Linked DNA regions of Mus musculus: regions 1 and 3 are each linked to region 2. A link is a contact called in public promoter capture Hi-C data. All regions are on one chromosome and are shown on one strand. Each heading gives the region's core, a stretch centred on a gene start, on an enhancer-like site or on the middle of the called end of the contact. The rest is flanking DNA. Distances are from core to core; before and after follow the strand shown.

Region 1 (3,232 bases), core at 307-2,806, 720 kb after region 2:
TAAAAACCATAAAACTATGAACAAAAGCAAGTCAAGGGAGAAAGGGTTTATTCCACTTACACTTTTATATCATAGTCCATCACCAGAGAAAGTCAGGAGAGGAACCTCAGGAACTCACAAAGGATATGAAGGAATGCTGTTTACGGGCTTTTGCTCACAGCTAACTGCTTTCTTATGTAATTTAGGACTACCTGCCTCCAGGCAGCACACCCACGAGCTGGACCCACCTACATCAATCATTAATCAAGAAAACACACTACACTCTTGGCTACAGGCAAATCTTTTGGAGGCATTTTCCCAATTGAGAGTCCCTTTTCCCAAATGACTTGGGTCAAACTGACATAAAACTAGTCGGCCCACATGGCAAGAATCCCCTCCTCCATCTCAAAAACATCATAAAAAGTTTAAAAAGGTCACCTTGGGTCTGAGATGTAGTTTCATGGTAGAGTGTTTTATCATGCAGGAAGCTCCATGTTCCATTCCTAGTACCTCAAATAAATATTTTAAAAGCCGATTTGAGGCCAGGTTGTGGTGAATCATACTTTTAATCCCAGCACTCTGGAAGCAGAGGCAGGTTTGTCTCTGAGTTTGAGGCCTGATCTACAGAGTTAGTTCTAGGACAGACAGCCAGGGATATACATAAACTCTGCCTGGAAATAAATTAAAAATAAAAATAAAATAAAAAGCCAATTTGAATAAACCAAATACCTGAGTTCCGCTGTTTCTTCTTATTCATTTTATCTTTCCCTGAGAAATCTGAAAACAACAAACAAACTCTCCAGCTGTTGCCAGCACTGTATGTCCCCATCTGTACCCTGTCTCCCTCCTCCACTGGGCCCATCTGGCAGCCTGATGAGGGGAGTCAGCTGGTCTTCAGCAGGACACTGGGTGGGGCGACAGGTCATAGCCACCTTGGACCATGGCCAGGTAGCCATTCACACCCTTTCCCTGTGTGAAGGAACGATCTCGTCCTCTTCACGGTATCTGCTGGAGTCTCTGGGTTGGAGACAACTACGTTTCTCCCCCACCCACACCCAAAGCTTAATTATCTGGGACATGGGGTACTTGGAAGCTTCAGAGAGGTCTCTGGAGACCCACCAAAGTCACACAAGACTTTAGGAGGGCTACCCCGCGTCAGGAGTGGCTTCCGGCCAATGTCTTCAGACTGTGGGACCCATGGCAAGCCAGAACCAACCTGGGCCACAGCAGTAATGGAAGTTGCTCTGTCCTTAGTCGGGACGAGGTCAACCTGGATCTGATGGGGAATAGGTCGCCTAGGTCACTGGCGTAACGTTCTGAGAAAATACCCACATAGGCAGTCACGGGGACCGCGTGGCAAACTGGCGGTGGGAGACAGGAAGGCCTGAGGCCTGACACTGTGGACTCGGCTCCTGAAGACCTGCGCCACAGACGGGAGAGCAGGAGCATCCACACCCACACCCACACCCGCACCCACTCCACCACAAAGCCTAACAGAACGATGTGCGGCGGTGTGGAGCCACAGACGTCACACTGCCGCGCCCTCACACCTGCAGCTCTCTCTCTTTTTCCCGCCCGTGAGGCCACGCCCCACGCACGCGTAGTACCGACTACACACCTTACGCATGCTCCGCCTTCTCTCTGCCCTACTTTATGCTAGGCGCATGCGCCTCCACGCTCTGACTGCCGGGAATTGTAGTTTAACTAGAGAGCCCACGAATCCAGCCGCCGCGCTCCTGAAGGCCAAGGCGGAAGCTGGGCGGCCCAAACTCGAGAATCCCGGGGGGCCGGGCGCGGAGGAGGGACTCAGGGCTCAGGAACAGCGCGAGCTCTGAGACTCGACTTCGGTGAAGAGGCAAGGCAAGGCAAAGGTGCAGGGGCTGGTAGTCCGGGCTTCGAGCCTGGAAGATGCACAAGAGGAATGGACCCCAGGCACCCCCGGGCCGAGGTGCTGTCACTGCCCGCCAGGTGAGTGTGTGCCCCTCTACCCACCGAGGGGTACCTGCCCACCCTTCCTCAGAGTCTCTCTCCACCCTTCCTCACACTCGCGGGGAGTGCCCCACCCCCAGAAAAGCCTGATCCTCGCCACCAGGTGAACCCTGGTCTCCGCCCCGCCCCCGAGGTGAGGTGTATGGCCTACTGGGTTGGGCCATCCAGCTTCTAGCTTCACACCCCAGATTCAGGGAACACCTGTTGCTGCAGCACTTCCAACCGGGAAGGGAAAGCAATCAGACCGGCTTTTCAGGCCTTTGCATTAACTGGGTCAGGCCACACTCTACACCCATTGTACAGATGAGGACACTAAGGATAAGGGAGGCGCAGAGATCTATCTAGTCAAGGTCACAAGGATGAAGCACCTGGCCAGACAGAAATGTCAGTCCAGAGGTGTACAGGAAAACCTACAAGACTGTGGCCCAGAGCCATACTCCCAGATTCAGGGCCTGTGGGAGTTTGATTTGTCCCATCTTTGAACCAGGGATCCCAGGGCTCTGTGCTCAGGTTCCCCCTGACCTAGGTACATTTGACTGAATGTATTTGTAGTTTGGAGCCTCAGTTTTTCCACCTGTGGAATGGAAGCCTAGAAGAGTCCTTAAAGGGCAGTTATAAAGACTTACTGAGACTATTTATGGAAAAATGCTAGAACAGAGGGAGTGTGGCCGCTGGATTCTTGGGCTCTCTGTGACTAATGGCTTCACTCAATAGGTGAAGCCATGCATAACTGCTAAGATTTGGCCAATTTGGACCTATAGAAAGGGTAATTTCATGTAACTCATCATATTTTGTTGGTCACTAGCCAAAGCAGAAGGGCAGGTCTATAAAAAAGACCCAGTTCTTCAACTTTGCCCCCACTGTTGTCATAGTCATCGTGGCTTTTATTTATTTATTTTTCTCCTTGCCATGCTGGGATGGAACCCAGCTTTGCACATACTAGGGTTAGGGTTAGCACTTTAATGATGAGTGCACCTTCCAGTCCCACACTGGTGCGTTCTCTGCTGCTGGGGAGCCATGTGCATAAAGAACGTTATTGTATGAGGGTGTCTTCCTCAGCCTCCTGGTCTCTCCAAGAAATGGCTTCCTCGTAGAGATTTGGTTCCAGCATCCCGACGGGTCTCTGGGCCTGAGCGGTCTATGGAAGGTCTAACTGGAGCCCGGTTGCTCCCGTAGCTTGGTCTGCTGGTTGACTTCTCCCCAGACGGCCTGATGATCCCCGAGGATGGGATTAATGAGGAGGAGCTGGAGGCTGAATTCCTGG
Region 2 (3,054 bases), core at 459-2,958:
AAAGGTTTATGCCGCCAAGCCTGGCTGTTGATGTCTTATTTTTTTGGTTTTGGTTTTTCAAGACAGTGTTTCTCAGCGTAGCCCTGGCTGCCTGGCTGCCTTGGAACTTACTTTGTAGACCAGGCTGGCCTTGAGCTTAGAGCCCTGCCTTCCTCTCAGCCTCTGGAGTGCGGAAATAAAAGGCACGTGCCACTATGCCCAGCTTTTTTCACCCCTTTTCTGTTGATGTCTTAAATAAAACACACACACATATAAATCCACAAAAGAATTGAGAAACTAGCCGGGCAGCAGTGGCACATGCCTTTAATCCCAGCACTTGGGAGGTAGAAGCAGGTGGGTTTCTGAGTTCGTGGCCAGCCTGGTCTACATAGTGTGTTCCAGGACAGCCAGAGTTACACAGAGAAACCCTGTCTCCAAAAAAAAAAAAAAAGAAAAAAGAAAAAGAAAGAAAAACAAAAACCAAGAGAAAATGAGTCTAAACATGAGGATTCTATGCATCCTGAAATTAAACCTTGTGGATATCAAAAGGAGACTGCCAGTACCCAGAACCAATGTGGGCACCTGTTGTTAGCATTTCCTGTAGGCTCCGCCCAAGAGTTACCTAGCAACAGCCAGGTAAGACCCTGGCTCACAGGTAAGGACTATTTGGCTCTGGTGTCTGTCTCCCCTCCCCTCCTCTCTCTCCATCTTCCCTCTCTCTCCATCTTTCCATTTCCTCCCTCTTTCGCTCTCGCTCTCTATTTTCCTCCACCTCTCCCTTCTCGCCAGTAAACTTCCTCTATATGAGGTCTGTCTCATGGCTGTCCTCACGAGGACACCTAGGCCGGGCCCGCCACGGTGCTCCACTTGTCCTCTGCGGCTTCATAAAACACCAACCTGGAAGGTGTTAAATCACCCGTGGACCAAGGCCCAGGGCAGACCACGTGGAATGACCTACGTGACCAAGGCGGGGCCCCGGAAGGGCAGCTGGGCCTGTCACTCCTCACCTCGGGGCCACTGAGCCGGGCGTCTCCTCGTGGTTCTCACTCTGCCGATGCTCTCCGCTCTCCACAATCGCCGGCGGCTCCTGGTCCTTTAACTCCACGGGAGGCGCGGCCACCTGCGAGCGCAGCCAGCTCTGAGAGGCGGGGTGGGGAAGCTCAAAAGGGACGCGCTAGCAGGGAGGCCCCGGGGTCAGGACCCTCGGGGCCGCAATGGGGGGCGCGCTAACACCTTCCCGCGGAGAGTAGTTAAAAGGAGGCCGAGTGTGGCACACGCCTCGAACCCCTCCTCAGCCTCGGGAGGCGGAGGCAGGCAACCGCTGAGGGTTCGAGGCCCGGCCTGGTCTACACCGTGTGCTGTCTTCGACCAGCTCCTGAAGCGCACCGCACCCCCTCACAGCCTCGTCCACCAGGCCCCACCGTCTCGTTAGTCAGGAAACCTCGCCTCTCCCGGCAAGAGGCGGCTCCAACCGCGGGGAACAGGGCCCGGGTTCGAATGTGTGGAGGAAGTCTCTGTTCCCCGCGGCCCTAAGCCCCGTCGCCCGCCTCCCGCCGCCCGCACACGGGAAACCGCACCGCACTCACTCCGTGGCGCTCCATTCCGTCTTTTCCCGCCTCAGCGCCCTCTGCGCACGCCACGCCCCCTGCACGCCCCGCCCCGAGCACGTGCTGAATGAAACGCGCCCTGGCCCCGCCCCCGCCCCCCCCCCCCCGGGGGCGGCGAACTCGAAGGCCCTCCGAACTGGCTCTGCCTTTTGGGCTATGCTGGTGCTATGTGGTAACAGACGGATTTGTGTTGTATGGACCGGTGGGCGTCTGAGCTCATAATGCGTAGGTGCGGGACTCGGGGTCACCTGTGGCCCTCAAGAGTTTGAGGAATTCACACTGCGTCAGAGTTCCGCCCCTTCGATCTACAGTTTGTGTGGCGGCAGTGTCTTTTTAAGACAGGGTTTCTCAGTGTTTCCCTGACTGTCCTAGAACTAGCTCTGTACATCAGACTGGCCTCAAACTCACACTCTCCTGCCTCTGCGGCTAGAGTGCTGGGATCAAAAGTATGCGCCACTAGTGCCCAGATCAAATTCTTTTGGAACAGGGTTCCACTATGTCCCAGCCTAGGACTCTGTAAACCAGGCTGACCTAGAACTCTGAGATCAGCTTGCCTCTCTGCCTTGGAATTGAAGGCAGGCACCACCTAGGAACAACCTTCATTTTATTTTATTTACATGTTATATATGATTTAAACTACTTTTGGGCACCTTCCAACTAAGGCCAGAAGAGGGCATCAGATCCCCTAGTTATAAGCCTCCTGGCATGGATTTTGAAAACCTAATTCCTGTTCCCTGATGCTCTTCATCGATGAGCTGAATTTTATTTTTGTTTTACGTTTGACCTATTTTGTGCATGCCTATGTGCCATCCACTCCGGGAGTGTGGAAGTCAGAGGACAGCCTGAACGAGTCCACAATCTCCTTCCACCGTGTGGGTCATGGAGATGCAACTCAGGTCATCAGACTAGGCAAGCACCTGTACCCACTGAGCCATCTAGAGGGATCTCTTGTGTTTAAGTGGTTTTTTAATACACATTTTTACGGGTGTGGGTGTTTTGACTGCATATATTTATTTCTATACTACGTGTGTGCATAGTGCCCATAGTGGCCAGAAAAGAGGTTCAGGTCCCCTGAGGCTGGAATTACAATTGTGAGCCACCATATGGGTGCTTAAAATTAGACTTGGTCCTCTGCAGGACAAACCAGTACTTAACCTCTGAGCCATCTTTTCAACCCTTTCTGTTTTTGCTGCTACATCCCTAGCAGCTTGGGGCCTGAAATGCTATGTGAGGGAATGAAGAAAGGACAGACACACAGTGAAACTGGGATCCGGTGGCTTCTCTAATGCTATGGCTGCAACCTGGACCCTCAGCTATTTATTAAATACAGCACAGCTAGTCTTGGTAGGAAGAATCTGGGGGTGAGCAATCCTAGCCTGCAAACACCAGGAGAGGAAGCCAGATCTGCTAGCCTTTGTACACTGGTTGATTATCTGGAAGCCATCATTCTGGAACTCTAGGGAAAGAG
Region 3 (3,294 bases), core at 221-2,720, 920 kb after region 2:
AACTTAAGGGGTAAGAAACTAGGGAGAGGCTGAGCCACTGACCCACCCCAAGCACACACATAGCAGCTCCAAGTGAACAGGAGTGGCTGGCCTTAACTGAATACCACCAACAGCCACCAAGAGGCACTAGTTGCCACAGCCTAGGCTCTCAGAGCTCCACCTCCTCAGCTGCTACATCCTTTCAACACTCAGTAGAGAAATGGTCTCGTGGAGTGTTGAAAGCAGGTCCTCTGAAAACAGGACTTGCCTTTTGCTGGGGAGCTGAGAATCCAAAGTGACTTCACAGTTTACATGTTCATGGATTTATTTGAAAGTCTTTTGCTCTTTATGGCTCTTGTTCTCTCATCTGTGTGATGAGAGCCATGTCCACCTTTATGTCCCACAGATGAATTAAGTCATTCTGTGAAAGATCCACAAAAGCCCGTGGCCTCCCAGTTGATGGAAGTTGGATCCCATCCCTGTTTGGTCAGTCCACCCACTCCCCAGACAAGGTCAGCCCATCAAAAGGGATGAGGGGTTCCTTGCACTGAGTTAGCTGGCAGCTAGTAGAAATCTCAGAAACTGGAAGAGGCCTGCCTGGCTGTGGCACCCCTCACCTCAGGACATTCACCCAGACCAGGAGCTGGGGAGACCAAGTTACCTACAAAGCCTGGAGTCAGAAGCCCCCATCTCTCCTCAGAGGGAGCTCAGACATAGGATCTGGGACTAACCTAAAGGAAGAAGGCTTATAGGCAACACCATGTTGTTACGGTTGGCAAGCAGGAGTTGTGGGGGACAAATCTGGAGTTGTCTGGGGAGGGGGTTTTTGGGAGCCATGGGGTGAAGAAGGTCTTGACATGGGCGGACAGGGCAACAGAAGAGTCTGGCTGCTTTGTAGGAAAAGATACCCACAAGGAAAAGGGGGGGGGACGGGACTGGAGGTTGGGATTCCATAGGACACGTGGATGGTTTCTTAGGAGGAAGGGCATCAACGCGGGGTCTAGCCATAGGGAAAAGGCGTGGCTGCGGGTCTCCAGGGAAAGCGTACAAGGACAAGCGGTGCAAGACGAAGGGTGACGAGGCCTCCACCAGACAATGTACACTGGACAGAGCCGGCTCCACCGAGAGACCGGAGCTGGGCCATGGAGGCGTATCTAATGGGAGATCTAGTTGGCCCCGGGAGATTGGGGGTGGCGAAACCCCGAGGGCAGGAGGGTCTGGGGTCCCCGGCTCAGGCCCGGCCTCACCGTCAGACAGGGCCTCACTGCATTCGAAGCTGATCTCGAACCGGAAGGGGCTGTGGAAAGGGCTCGGGTTCTCCAGCACAGCCACATTCAGCACCGACACCTTGGCCATCACCGCGCCCGGGAGCCGCAGCTGCTGTGGAGACTTCTTCACAGTGACTTGCGACAGAGAAGAAGGGGGGGACGACAGGACGGAAACCTCCCTGCGTCTCCCAACTCTTCCCTCTGAAGCGCTCCTCCGCTCAGCGCGCTCCCTTCAAATAGCCGGCTCCGCCTTCCAGCCAATCGCCGCTAAGGACCGATGACGGCGCGAGCCATCAGCCAATCTCGAGGCGTCTTCAGGCGCGCGCCTGGACCCTCAGACCAATCAGAGAAGCTCCCTCTTCACGGGCCCCAGGAGGCGGAACGTTAATCTCTTAGCTTCGTAAAGGTCTATCGGGAACCAATCCCTGGAGTCTCCGACTGGAATAGCTCGCTCCGGGGTGGGCGGAGTTAGAGCGCGGAACTTCTCTTGTCCAATCCCAAGGGTTACCGCACCGGCATCCCCCGCCCCTCGTTCCGCTTTTCCGGTAGACGCACCTCACAGAGAGCAGCGCCACCAACGGCCGAACGGTGGCGCGCGACTCTCACTAAAACGCGCTGAGAAGACGGCACTCGCACTCGCAGTGATTGAGTATCGATCGTGGGCGTGGCCGTAAGCGGGTTTCTGAGACGTGATTGGCTATTATGGTGGGCGTGAGGAACGCCGGGCTGGAGAGCTGTGGAAATCGCACACCCTCACAGTGAAAAGCTTTAAGGAGGAGAGAGTGGCCTGGGCGGTTTAGGCGGCTGTCAGCAGGTGAGCGTTTCTGGGGACTACCCTGAGGGGTTCCTACCTTTGAAAATCATGGTCGAGGAGACTGTCGAGAAGGTTTAGATCACCCCTGAGACAAGATGGCGTAGCGATGAGAGGGGATACAGGATCGAGTCTCAGTCCGAAGGGAGTTCTGGTTCGTGGACAGACCAGGGTTTGAATCCTGCCTCTGCACTCTGTCTTTCAGCCCGGGCTCGGTGACGCACGCTTTTTATCCCAGCACACGGGAGGCAGAGGCAGGTGGACCTGTGAGTTCGAGGCCAGCCTGGTCTGCAGAGCAAGTTCTAGGACAGCCAGGGCTACACAGAGAAACCCTGATCCAAAACCAAACCAGTTAACTGCCGCTGTCTGTGAAACTTACCTTTTCTCCTTACTTTCTGGTTCTTTATACCCTGTCATAGCTTCTTACACAACCTTTACCAATCACATCTTTTAAAGGTTAAAACAAAATGGAAAGGTAGATGCGTGCCATTAATCTCAGGACTCAGAGGTAGGCAGACTTCTGTGGGCCAGCCTGATCTACACAGTGAGTTTGGGGAAGTAAGTAAATTAGTTTTCATACTTGGCCAATGCAAAAAGGCCAAGAAGCAATGAATATGATTTTTAATAGACACTTAACTAAATAGGACAAAAATAATCATTTCAAATATGACCATTCTAAAAACACCAATGAGCTATCCTGCACCTTTTTACTCATTGAGAAGTCTTTGGGATCCTGTATGTGTTTCACATTTCAAACAGGTCTGTAACCTAGCATGGGACTGTCCACTTTTATTTGAAAGAGGTATCTGACCTTTTATATTTCACAAAATTTATAGTTGAAAATGTAAGGGGCTGGTGAGATGGCTCAGCAGGTAAGAGCACCCGACTGCTCTTCTGAAGGTCCTGAGTTCAAATCCCAGCAACCACATGGTGGCTTACAACCATCTGTAACAAGATCTGACTCCCTCTTCTGGTGTGTCTGAAGACAGCTACAGTGTACTTACATATAATAAATAAATAAATATTAAAAAAAAAAAGAAAATGTAAGCCAGTAATTTCAGCACTTAGGAGGCAGGTTAGGAGTTCAAGGCCATTCTTGTGAGATGAGGAATTTGAGGGCTAGAGAAGTGGTTCAGTGCTTTAAGAGTATACTGCTCTTGCAGAGGACCTGACTTCCAACCCGCTCTAGCTTCAAAGGATCTGATACCGTCCTCTGGTCTCTGTAAGCATCTGCAC

Evidence for each region. Promoter capture Hi-C pulls out the DNA fragments that hold promoters and counts their contacts.
Region 1: a contact with region 2 is called in a promoter capture Hi-C map of second pharyngeal arch cranial neural crest. The contact joins the promoter of 4930432K21Rik here to the promoter of Syce2 in region 2. A contact is called at or near these places in 8 of 39 promoter capture datasets (the 3T3-L1 cell line, cranial neural crest, embryonic stem cells and 5 more), 2 of 115 datasets of contacts at active chromatin or transcription factors (embryonic stem cells and pancreatic cancer cells) and 1 of 9 other capture datasets (liver).
Region 3: a contact with region 2 is called in a promoter capture Hi-C map of cranial neural crest. The contact joins the promoter of Asf1b here to the promoter of Syce2 in region 2. A contact is called at or near these places in 4 of 39 promoter capture datasets (cranial neural crest, hippocampal neurons, liver and 1 more), 1 of 115 datasets of contacts at active chromatin or transcription factors (bone marrow-derived macrophages) and 1 of 9 other capture datasets (adipose tissue).

Annotation. Positions count from the first base shown.
Region 1 is chr8:84,146,362-84,149,593 of GRCm38.p6, reverse strand. 4930432K21Rik (RIKEN cDNA 4930432K21 gene) reads right to left here and starts at 1,556. Exons shown (of 9, transcript NM_029045.2): 1 at 1,196-1,556; 2 at 709-756. The coding sequence starts at 736. It overlaps Cc2d1a (coiled-coil and C2 domain containing 1A), which reads left to right and starts at 1,677. Exons shown (of 29, transcript NM_145970.2): 1 at 1,677-1,947; 2 at 3,145-3,232. The coding sequence starts at 1,888.
Region 2 is chr8:84,870,765-84,873,818 of GRCm38.p6, reverse strand. It overlaps Syce2 (synaptonemal complex central element protein 2), which reads right to left and starts at 1,708. Exons shown (of 5, transcript NM_027954.3): 1 at 1,566-1,708; 2 at 987-1,099. The coding sequence starts at 1,580.
Region 3 is chr8:83,953,870-83,957,163 of GRCm38.p6, reverse strand. Asf1b (anti-silencing function 1B histone chaperone) reads right to left here and starts at 1,470. Exons shown (of 4, transcript NM_024184.2): 1 at 1,227-1,470. The coding sequence starts at 1,335. It overlaps Gm10644 (predicted gene 10644), which reads left to right and starts at 1,831. Exons shown (of 5, transcript NR_169070.1): 1 at 1,831-2,061.